Regions from separate parts of the Mus musculus genome. Here region 1 is linked to region 2. A link is a contact called in public Hi-C data. All regions are on one chromosome and are shown on one strand. The core of a region is the stretch at or near the end of the contact, and the rest is flanking DNA. Distances in the headings are between cores, read along the strand shown. Region 1 overlaps Maml3 (mastermind like transcriptional coactivator 3). Region 2 overlaps Maml3 (mastermind like transcriptional coactivator 3).

The links. Hi-C and Micro-C count contacts between places; a contact is called where the count stands out from the background.
Region 1: a contact with region 2 is called in a Hi-C map of cortical neurons, with 2.5 times the contacts expected there. The contact joins two enhancer-like sites. A contact is called at or near these places in 1 of 484 Hi-C or Micro-C datasets (cortical neurons) and 2 of 115 datasets of contacts at active chromatin or transcription factors (embryonic basal ganglia and embryonic stem cells).

What each region holds. Positions count from the first base shown.
Region 1 is chr3:52,004,455-52,009,395 of GRCm38.p6, reverse strand. The region is part of intron 1 of Maml3 (mastermind like transcriptional coactivator 3); the gene reads left to right. Among named protein-coding and RNA genes, the nearest start is that of Maml3, 98 kb to the left of the region's middle. Within about 2 kb of position 1,530, at least 184 of the 459 cell types and tissues checked have an H3K27ac peak or open chromatin away from gene starts, as enhancers often do. A contact at or near this core is called in cortical neurons, where this site is marked.
Region 2 is chr3:51,808,615-51,814,196 of GRCm38.p6, reverse strand. The region is part of intron 2 of Maml3 (mastermind like transcriptional coactivator 3); the gene reads left to right. Among named protein-coding and RNA genes, the nearest start is that of Gm46803, 100 kb to the right of the region's middle. Within about 2 kb of position 3,321, at least 13 of the 459 cell types and tissues checked have an H3K27ac peak or open chromatin away from gene starts, as enhancers often do. A contact at or near this core is called in cortical neurons, where this site is marked.

The sequences.
Region 1 (4,941 bases), core at 281-2,780, 200 kb before region 2:
ACATTCCCCTCTAAGAAATAAAAGGAGGTACTTTGTCATCTGTGGTTTGGAGTCTAAGACCGGGTCTTGGATGTTGTGGGATGGATTGGGGTTTATTGGATATAGAAGTTAGGGGGTCTTTATAGAGCATGGTAGGGGGGTCTAGAACAGGGGGAAGGGGAGGTTATGTACTCTGAGGGGATATGAATGAGCTGGATGCTTTTCCTTATTATCACTGGCACAACGTCTGCTACAGGCAGGCAGGGAGACCTTCAGAGCTCATCCCAGCCTCCTCAAAATACCTCTTGAATCACAGAAGCAGCAAAGAGAAACCCAAAATCTCCCCCTACACACATACATACACACACCACATCACACACTACACACATACATACACACACCACATCACACACTACACACATACATACTCATACACACACCACACCACACCACACCACATCACACACTACACACATACATACACACACCACATCACACACTACACACATACATACTCATATACACACCACACCACACCACATCACACACTACACACATACATACACACACCACATCACACACTACACACATACATACTCATACACACACCACACCACACCACATCACACACTACACACATACATACACACACCACATCACACACTACACACATACATACTCATATACACACCACACCACACCACATCACACACTACACACATACATACACACACCACATCACACACTACACACATACATACTCATACACACACCACACCACACCACATCACACACTACACACATACATACATACACACACCACATCACACACTACACACATACATACTCATATACACACCACACCACACCACATCACACACTACACACATACATACTCATACACACACCACATCACACACACAGCCCAGGTCTTGTCTGTCTGTCTCTCTCTCTCTCTCACACACACACACACACACACAGCACAGCACACTTTACAGGATTGTCTTTCTCTTTTGCCATTTTCTACTCCAAAGGGCTAATTGTTGGCCACTATGATGGAATTTAGCACTTAGAAACAGCTACTGTGTTGATTAATTAAAAAAAAGAAAAGAAAAAGAAAAAAGAAAGAAAAAGAAAAGGAAGAAAGCCATGATTCCTACCTAGCCAATTGCCTTTTCAAGCACACCCAATTTTACTTGTCTTTTCTAGTAATACCCTAATGTGAGAATAAGACTGACTGAACTCACTGAGAGTTGTAGATTCACCCCTACCTCCCAGATAACCATCTTTCCATCCACCTCCCTTGCAGCACAGTAGAGTGTCCCTTAAAACAAAAACTATGTGTAGACCACCTAGGGTGATACAGACATGCTCATGGGACAGAGCTCGTGTCCGGTTTTTGCCTGGCTGGCTGTCTTTATCAGCCTGATGAAGCCTTGTTCTTGGGAGTACAATATGTTAAGCTAGATTGCTCTTTCTTCTCCCCTTCTGTCTCCCTTTTAAAGCATCGCACACTCCCTGGGCCAGGTGGCGTTGCTTCCTGCCTCCGCTGCTCGCTGCTCGCTGTTGCTAAGCGAGAGGCACCCGCTCGCACATGATGCTGAACCAATAGCGTCCTGACCCCCATTGGCTGGTAAAAGCCAAAGAAAGAGAATCCCACCGCGCCGCCTGTGACCGGTGGGTCCTCCTCCCCCTCCCACCTTTTCTCTTCCGACAGGAAGGGGCGGTGGCGGTGAGGGCGATGGGAGGAGGAAGGGGGAAGAAAGGATGGGGGAGGCGAATCCTACCACGTTCTGCCTTACTTGGGATAAATGCCATTTTTTTCTTCCTTTGTGAAGCAAAGGAACAGTGGCTTCCCCATGCAGATGCGCTTCTTCCCGTCCCGAAACTACCCCTGCTGTCAAAGCCCATAGTCGGAAAGAGCGGGTTGTTGACCTGCAGACCTGTGCTTTCTCTCTCTCTCTCTCTCTCTCTCTCTCTCTCTCTCTCTCTCTCTCTCTCTCTCTCTCTCTCTCTCTCTCTCTCTCGGAATAGGGCCAAGCAGTTAAGGTCCTCAGTTTTGGAGGCCCTGGGACCGTTCTGTCCTTTCTTCCTCCTCTTCACCCCTCTCCTTTCCTTTCTGTCTCACAATATCTTTTTTCCCAGAATGCAATTCATTGGAGTGTTAAAAATTAGCAGAGGGTGTTTTTACATCTTGTGAGGACACCGGCAGAACATTGGTGAGGGGGGGGGTGGTGGTGAAGGAAGCGGTATCCGTACAAAAGTCATTTTTAAAACTCCCCCATTAGGATTCTTAGTCCTTGGCAAATTCTAGTAAAGAACAAAATGGAAATGACAGGCGATCTTGACTGGCAAACTGCCAGTGTAGACAGCCAGTGGTAGGTTTGAGATTATATAGAGGAAATGACCTTTCTCCTATAATTACCTGGATATTTTGAGAAACATCGGACCCGAGTTACCTGGATAATTATAGCTTTGCAGATCTGACCTCGGGACAACACAGATTTCATGGAGAATGCTCTCTTTGGTGATGAAGGTGAGAGGCACCACTGCTTTTGCAGCCCAGGAACAAGACGCCCTCCTGTGTGCGCTGATAACTGCAAGTGTCCCCTGGCCTTTAGCAGACAGCATTAGGTTTCTTCTACCCTCTTCCTGGATTTGCCATTGGGGTGCACAGTCAAAAGGATGAAACCTGTTCCATTCCTCACTCGGGATCCCACAGAATAAAAGATCCTTCTCCCTCCCCATCTGCCTTTCCCAGCCTTTACACGGATTCTTGGTTTTTTTGTTTGAACCAGAGCTAAATGGCTTTTATAGGAGGAAGCACAGCTAAGGCTAGATTAAGCCGAAGGGATCACACGGGGAAATGTTTACAAAGGTTGAGGAACTCCAATGTTTCCCTTTTAGTCTGAAGAGCAAAGGTAGCCAGTGCTGCCTGCAGCCTTTGCAACATTTAGACAAGATTCGGAACCAGTCTTGATTCGGAACCAGTCTTGTTCTCCCTGCTTCTGGTTTCATCTGGGTTAAACCAGAGGCGTGCACACATTATGGTGTGTCGGGTTCATGCAATGCCTTTGTCATCTACTGGGTCTAAAGTAAAACTCCTAAAATGGGCTAAGAAGTAAAAAGGAGAAAGAGGAGGAGAAGGAGGAGGAAGGAAGGAAGGAAGGAAGGAAGGAAGGAAGGAAGGAAGGAAGGAAGGAAGGAAGGAAGGAAGACCAGAGAGTTCTGTACACTTGACTCTTCCTTCAGCAAGCTCAACTCAGCTTTGATATATTTACCCACCTCCCCCCTTATCCAGAGCAGAGTTGGGAGCCAGGCCCTGACTTCATTATTGAGATGCAGGCGCCATGCTCCAGCCAAGGGAACCTGCCAGGACCTGCTCTGCTTCTTCTCTTCTTCTCGTTGAGAATTCTCTCCTTTCAATCCTGGTTTCACACCCACCTCCTAACAACACAGCTGGCCAAAGGCAAATCCCTCTAAGTCCTTAGGTGTCCTGCCTCAGATTCACACATGTGACTCTAACAGCCCGTGTAGGTGCTGGGTGTGATGTGTCTTGAAGGACTCTTCTGCGTGCCTGATACGTGCTCTGCTTTGCCAGCTCTGCCCTCCTTCCACACTGACTCTTCCCATGTGGAAATCGTAGCCACAAAACACACCTCAGATTCCATTTCCTTGGTGAGCCATCTCTCTGTCTCTTCCACTGGGACCTCATCTTCCAGCCCCATGAAGTACTAAAGGCCACTTTTTTTTTCTTTTTCTTTTAGAACTCTCTGTCTTCTCTTCTGAGTTGAGCCTCTTATACTCTTGGCCCTACCAGCAGCAGCTTGATGTTGGCCTCTGTATAGAGACAGAGCCTGTCTCTAGATGCTATCCCAGAATCCCCTTTGGCATCCCTGAACTACCACTTCAGATAAGTGCATAATGACATGCAGTGAGCTTGCTGTTCAACCAGTTTCAGACTGACCCCAGGCACCTACCCCTGTCGGCCATTTGCTAGCTCTCAATTCCTCCTTTGTGGAAAATTAGAAAATATATCTCCTCCATTTTAAGTTGCTCAGGGCTGGAGTCTCCTGTCACATTTCCTCTTTAGTTTGTTTTCCCATTGCCATAACAAAATACTCAAGGCTAGATAATTCACTAAAAATAAAGTTTACAGGGGCTTGGCTCAAAAGCACTTGTTTTTTCAGAGGCCCTGGGTTTGGTCCCAGCACCCACAGAGTAGCTTATAACCATCAATGGCTACAGAGAATCCATCTCCTCCTTCTGATCTCCAAGGGCACCAGGCACATACACAGCACACATACATATACATGTGCTAAATACCCATACATGTGAAACAAGTCTAAATATTTCTTGTTGTTTAAAGTATATAGACCAGTGTGGTGTCATACATCTTTAATTCTAGTACTGGCAGAGGCAAGTGAATCTCTGTGAGTTCAAAGTCAGGCTATTCTACATAGTGTTTTCTAAGCCGGCTAAGTTATACAGTGTTTTTAATTCTGGAGGTTTTGAAGTATGACCAAATCTTCGAACTCTTCCTAGTGAGGGCTTGGGGAAAGGGTCATATCCCAAGACAAGAAGTTACAGGATACAGGCCTGTAATCCTGGCTACTTGGGAGACCAAGGAGTTATGATGGCAAGATTAAGGCTTGCTTGAGCTATTATAGAGTGACCCCAAGGTCAGCCTGGGCAACTTTGCAAGTCTCTTTTCCAAAAAGCAAGCAAACAGACAAAATCCAGAAAGCTTCAGGGTCAGGCTGGCTCTATGGCATCTCACTAGAACTAGAACTAGTCAGCGTCCCGGTGTCGGCCATTTCCAAGGGCAGTAACCCCAGTCGCCTAAACAACTCTCTCTGAGCCCCAGCTCTTAAAGGTTGCACGGTCTCTCCAGGCTGCTATAGTGAAACATGTTTCTAGTGCCCACACTTGCAGGGATTAGTACAAGCAGAGCCGCAGACG
Region 2 (5,582 bases), core at 2,072-4,571:
ATGTACTGATGATATAAGAGTGGGGTGATCTGTATGAGGCCTCAACCAATGATAAGCCTTTGCCCAACCCACTGGGCTCTGAGCAGCCTCCCACCCTGCCCCCATCCCCACTCCCGCCAGTGTCTTGCTTTCTAGTCTAACTTTTGCCGTTATTGATGAACAGCACATCTGGGCTTTTTGCCACCATTCCTCTGCCTAGCCCACACTGTCAATACCAGCCCCTTAACCACAGGTGGCTGTGGTACCTTGAAAAAGACTCACCAAGTAGACAATTAAGAACAGTGCACACTGGGTTCAGTTGGTAACCTGCTTGATTGCACAAAGATGTGAATTTGGTCCCCAGAATTTACACACACACACACACACACACACACACACACACACACAAAGCAGGCATGTGACACTTGTTATACTAGATCAAAGATAGGCAAATCTATGGGACTTGCTGCCCTGCCATCTTGTTGAATTCCAGGCCAATGAGAGACTCTGTATCTGGAAAGAACAAAAACAAAACAGAAAACAAAACAAACAGAAGACGAGCAGAACCTAAGGAATAAATAACACTCAAGGCCAGGTGGCCTGCTTCCTCTACAGTCACCTGTGCGCAAGTGCACCCACACAGAGAATAAATGTACTCGATTATACACAGGCACACATGCATGTGCACATACATAAACACAAACACACACATATACACAGGTGCACATGCACATACACAAAAATATATACATATGCCTGCACACAGACAGACACACAGACACATGCATACACCCACATACATCCCCACCCAGACACACCAAGAGCAGTGCATACTGATAGCCTTATTGTCACAACTGAATGGTGTTGATAATGATTCTGAAACCTGGAGGAGAAGACCCAGGTCTTAAGGGCATGAATTGCTCACCAGCACTCTGTATGTGTCCACCTTGGCACTAGCATCCCTCACGCGCCATCCCTGTGCCACATGAACAAGGTAGCGGCTCGTGAGTACCACTACATCCAGGTCTCCCCTGTGAGGGCATTTCAGCCTTGAGCACAGCATGGATTGCAAGTCTGCCCAAGAGAGCACCTCTGTGTGTCAGGCCTCAGCAGCTAGCTCTTGTTCCATAAAATGTCACTGACGCTGAAGTTGAGTCCCAGGGTAGCATGGACACACGTGCATGCTTTGCTCACAGGCATCGTGAGGTTCTGGGCCCTGAGATCCTCGCGGTCGTCCTACGAGAAGCAGAGGAAGAACAGCTGCAGACTTCCGTTCTCATCTCCACTCTCATATGAGCTGTGAATTTGATAAATGCCAGCCTGAAGAGCAATTGATTTATTAATTAGCTGATTCAGAATGTTCTTAGGACTCATTTGGAATATGGAGTCATTATAATTTAAAAATGTCAGCTCAGTACACTAGAAGAGGAGATGGCTCCTCCCAGGGGTCCTGTAGGCAAAGCCTTTCTCCTTTGGTCGGTCTTAGTTTTTCTCCATGGCTCTGATGCCACCCACAGGAGGTCACTTCATTGAGCCTCAAATAAGAAACCTCAAGAACTAAAGTAATGTCCATTGTTTTGAAACAAACGCTGGACTACAGATCAGGACAGGCTCAGACCAAGCGGGGCAGTAACAGTTTGCCTATTAACCGGAGCCAGTAGCCAGTCCATGACAAGACTCCAAATAAGGAAGTTGCTTTAGTTTAGAACTGACTTCTACGGCTGCTTCAGCTGCATACGATCCGTGGTCTCTGTGGGCAGGTGTCCCATACTCTCTACAGGTGACTCGGTGAGCTGAGTAGATTATAGCGTGGGCTGCATGAAATTACTGGGCATTTTAATTGAGTTTAAGGTCTTATTTTTGTATTGTTCGGATAAATGGGTAATTGGGAGCTGATGGCTGTGTATAATTTGGCATTTTAGTTCATAATTTTTGAATTGAATTTTACGGTGAGTGAATTTATTGTCTGGTGAATTCTGCATGTATGCACTTGCTTCCGGTGGCCAGAGTTCAACTCCAGGTAACGTTACTCCTAAGGGCATGTCCACCTGTTTGTTTGTTTTTTCAATAGAGTCTCTCCCAGGTTCCTGGAACTCAACAATTTGACTAGTCTGACTGGGCAGAGAACGTCAGAGATCCTGCTATCTCAGTACCTCCAATGCTGAGATTACATATAGGTACCCCAAGGCCTGTTTGTTTGTTTTTATGACTGCCAGAGGGTTAACTCTAGTCCTCGAACTTTTGTGGCAAGGGTTTTACCAACTGAGCCATCTCACCAGGCCAGAGGAGTTGTTAAATGTGAGCCTCTATACCCAGAGAGGAAACATGTCCTAATCATATACTCAGCTTTGGCAGAAGGCCGATGGAATAGTCTTTCTCTTGCTTACTGAGCTGGACAGTAGGCTGAGGTATTGGGCAGTGAGGGATGAGGTCTTGATCATGCTTACATTGTCCAGTGGATGAGTGTGAGCTTCCCAGGGGACAGATATCAGTAATTATAGGTTTAACCCTTCCTACCTTCTCTTCAGAGGAAAAGAAAATTAAAGGGAAAAAAAAGACAACTAATAAGCAGAGACTTGCTTGTTCACCATGCTGGAGATTCATGCTTGGGCCAGGAGCACAGGACTCCTGAGAGCTTCCTACATGCCCAGCAGCGGAAGAAAGCCATTTCAGGTGCTTCAGACACCAAGCCTTTGGCATTGAGCAGGGTAGAATTGGTTGAACCGGAAAGTCAGATTGATCAGGGTACTTTGAATAAGTTTATGAATAAGTTCCTTACGATCCCTGGGTGTGTGTATGTGTGTGTGTGTGTATGTGTGTGTATGTGTGTCTACCTCCTTCCTAGACTAATGCTTAGAGGTCTGAGTTCTCTTCCCCTTTTTACACATATGATACATGTGTCCACCTCGGTTGTATGCTGTGTACAAAACAGGCATGCTCATGTGAACACGTGCCCGTCAGCATGCCACCTGCCTTTCTTCTACTAAAGAGCAAGTACTTGAGCATGAAGAAAACAACATTCATTCCTCCCTTGTCACCCTTTTTGACAACCTTCAAACATTTCAGCTCTCTTTGAAAGAACTTCAATCAGTATAGCGTCCCAGTGCAGGCACCAGTATTCCCTGTGAAGGCTTGCGCCGGGTCACCACTGTCTCCATGTTGGAAGCCCATGTCCCCTCTCCCAGGGGATGGCCTTGTCTGAAGGTACTTCCCTGAGCCCTCAGTGAACTCTGAACCTTTTATTGATCTTGTGAGCATCTGGCTCCCTTCTGATATCAGGAAGAATGGCGGTTGCTGGCCCTGGCCTTGGTCCTGGACAAATAAATGTGTTTGTCAAAGCTCTTTCCTGACACAGCTTGTCTCTAGCCCAGGTGGTACGGTGGAGGGTAATTAGTTCTCTTTATTGGAGGGGACATAAGGATGCTCGGCTGTCCCCACCAGTGGACACATGCGGAAAGAGTCTGTGAATGCAGCTGGCCCTTGCCTTTTCATGATGCTAATGGGCAGCGTGGAAAAAAAAAGTAACTTCCTACCACAGGCACCGAGCAACACCTGTCAAACAAAAGCAGTGTTTTGTTGGTTTTTTTTTCCTCGCCATTGATAAGTGTGACTTGTGGAGGCCAGCGATAGGATATTCATGTTTATCTCCTAAGTGCATGGAGTGCTTGCAAAAATAAATGAATGAATGAATGAATAAATAAATAAATAAATAAATAAATAAAACCAGCAGTGGCCTTATTACCACTCGACATGACACCAGGTTTAGCTGTTTCCAGTGGCATGGTGCTGTAGCCTTTTCGAATGACAGCCGGGGTCAGAGTTGTTAGAGAACCACACACGAGAGTGAGGTGCGATCTGGGGGAATCATTCCAGCCCCTCTCCCTGTTCCTTCCTGGAAGCATCAAGGCTTAGTTAGAGCTTGCAACTTGGCCTGGGTGACTTTCCGTTCTTTTCTTTGTTAAGATTATTGGGGAAGCCTGTTTGTTCTTTGACCTTAGGTGGAGAAGATGAGAGAGAAAGACAGATCTGGCAGTAGCATTCTCACCAGCGATGAAGAAGGGGAAGGCCAGGGCCGGCTGCTTGCTGCTTTTCTCTTAGCTGACGAGTGGTTCTTTGTTGCCTAGAGGGCTGTGGGGAGGGAGCTAACAGCATCGAGTCTCTCTTGCTATGGCAGCCAGGCTGAGGAGCTGAGTAAACTGAGTGGAACTTTATAATTAGTCCCCTACATCCTCCCCCTCCTCCCTGTTTTATGAAGACCGTTTTAACGAATTCAGTGAGCAGAATTTCCTCCATCATGCTTGAAACCACATAGCATTTGATTCTAGTGTCAAAGGTGGTCACCCAGAATCCTTGGCTCCTTTCACCGTGACTGGTTGCCAGCATCCTAGAGCAGCTCCAGTGTTGAGCAGAAAGAGCCAACGCACGGGCTTCACTCGGAGTCTGTGAATGGCGGGGGACTCTCCATCTACAGCTGTGCATGCGGAAGGATGCATGGGAGCTATGAAACACTATTTCTGGAATCCTCTTTGGATGTTGCAGGAGGGCACACAGTGGACAAACAGCAAGCCTCTTCCATAAGCTCAGGAGCCCCTGGACCCATCCCAGTCTCTGATTGGTTTCATGTCGTGTCGCAAAGCCCTAGTCTGATAGGCTGCAGAAGGGCCTTTCCTCCCACCAGTACTTTCTAGAAGGATGTTGCCATAGGGCAATAAACATAGTGATACACTCATTTTCAAATTCACTGTTGGTTGTTAAAAGCTCACAAAAGCAGTTGCGAGGCAGAGGCTGAAGAATCACCACACACCACCCTGGGCTACATAAAAAGACCACACTAGCCTGTGCTACACCGCAATGCCAGGCCAAACAACAACAACAGCAACAGAAAGCATATGTTAGTTGCTTGTGCCTCTGCCTTCAAAGACTAGGTCATGTCATTTGTCAAAGGTGGTTCGTGCCAGGCCATTGTGCTCTGTGTGTGTGTGTGTGTGTGTGTGTGTGTGTGTGTGTGTGTGAATGAAGACATGGATGCACACAACGCACATGTAGAGGTGTCTCCCAATTTTCCACCATCTTTGAGAAACGGTCTCTAGTTCACTGTTGCATATGCCACCTTAGCCTGCCCTAAGCTTTGAGAGATTCCCCTGTCTCGACCACCCATCTCGCCAGAGTAGTTCTGGAATTACAGGTACTTGCTACTGAGACACCCAGCTGTTTACATAGGTTCTGGGGATTTGAACTTGGGTCCTTGTGGGCCTTTTCTAGCAGCCGACATTGCACACCAGGTCCTGCTGTCTGAACGAGTCCTGCCAGGTCATGCTGAAATGCTATGGATATTTCCTTAGATCACCGTGGACTAGGAGTGCCACTGAGTCACAAAGCTCCCTTTTGTGGCAATCCCTCTTGACTTTTTGAGAGTCCTAGGTTTGTGAATCTAGAGTTGTCTGCCTGGCCTGGCCTCCACCATCTGCTCCGAGAACACTTGCTTTCTGATGCCAGGACTGGCTTTCCATCCTCTAGTCCAAGTTCACAGCTATCAAGAAACAGCCTCTAGTGGGGAGTCGAGCCATCACTTAGTGCCATGGTATGGTTTGTGTCCCTTGAGT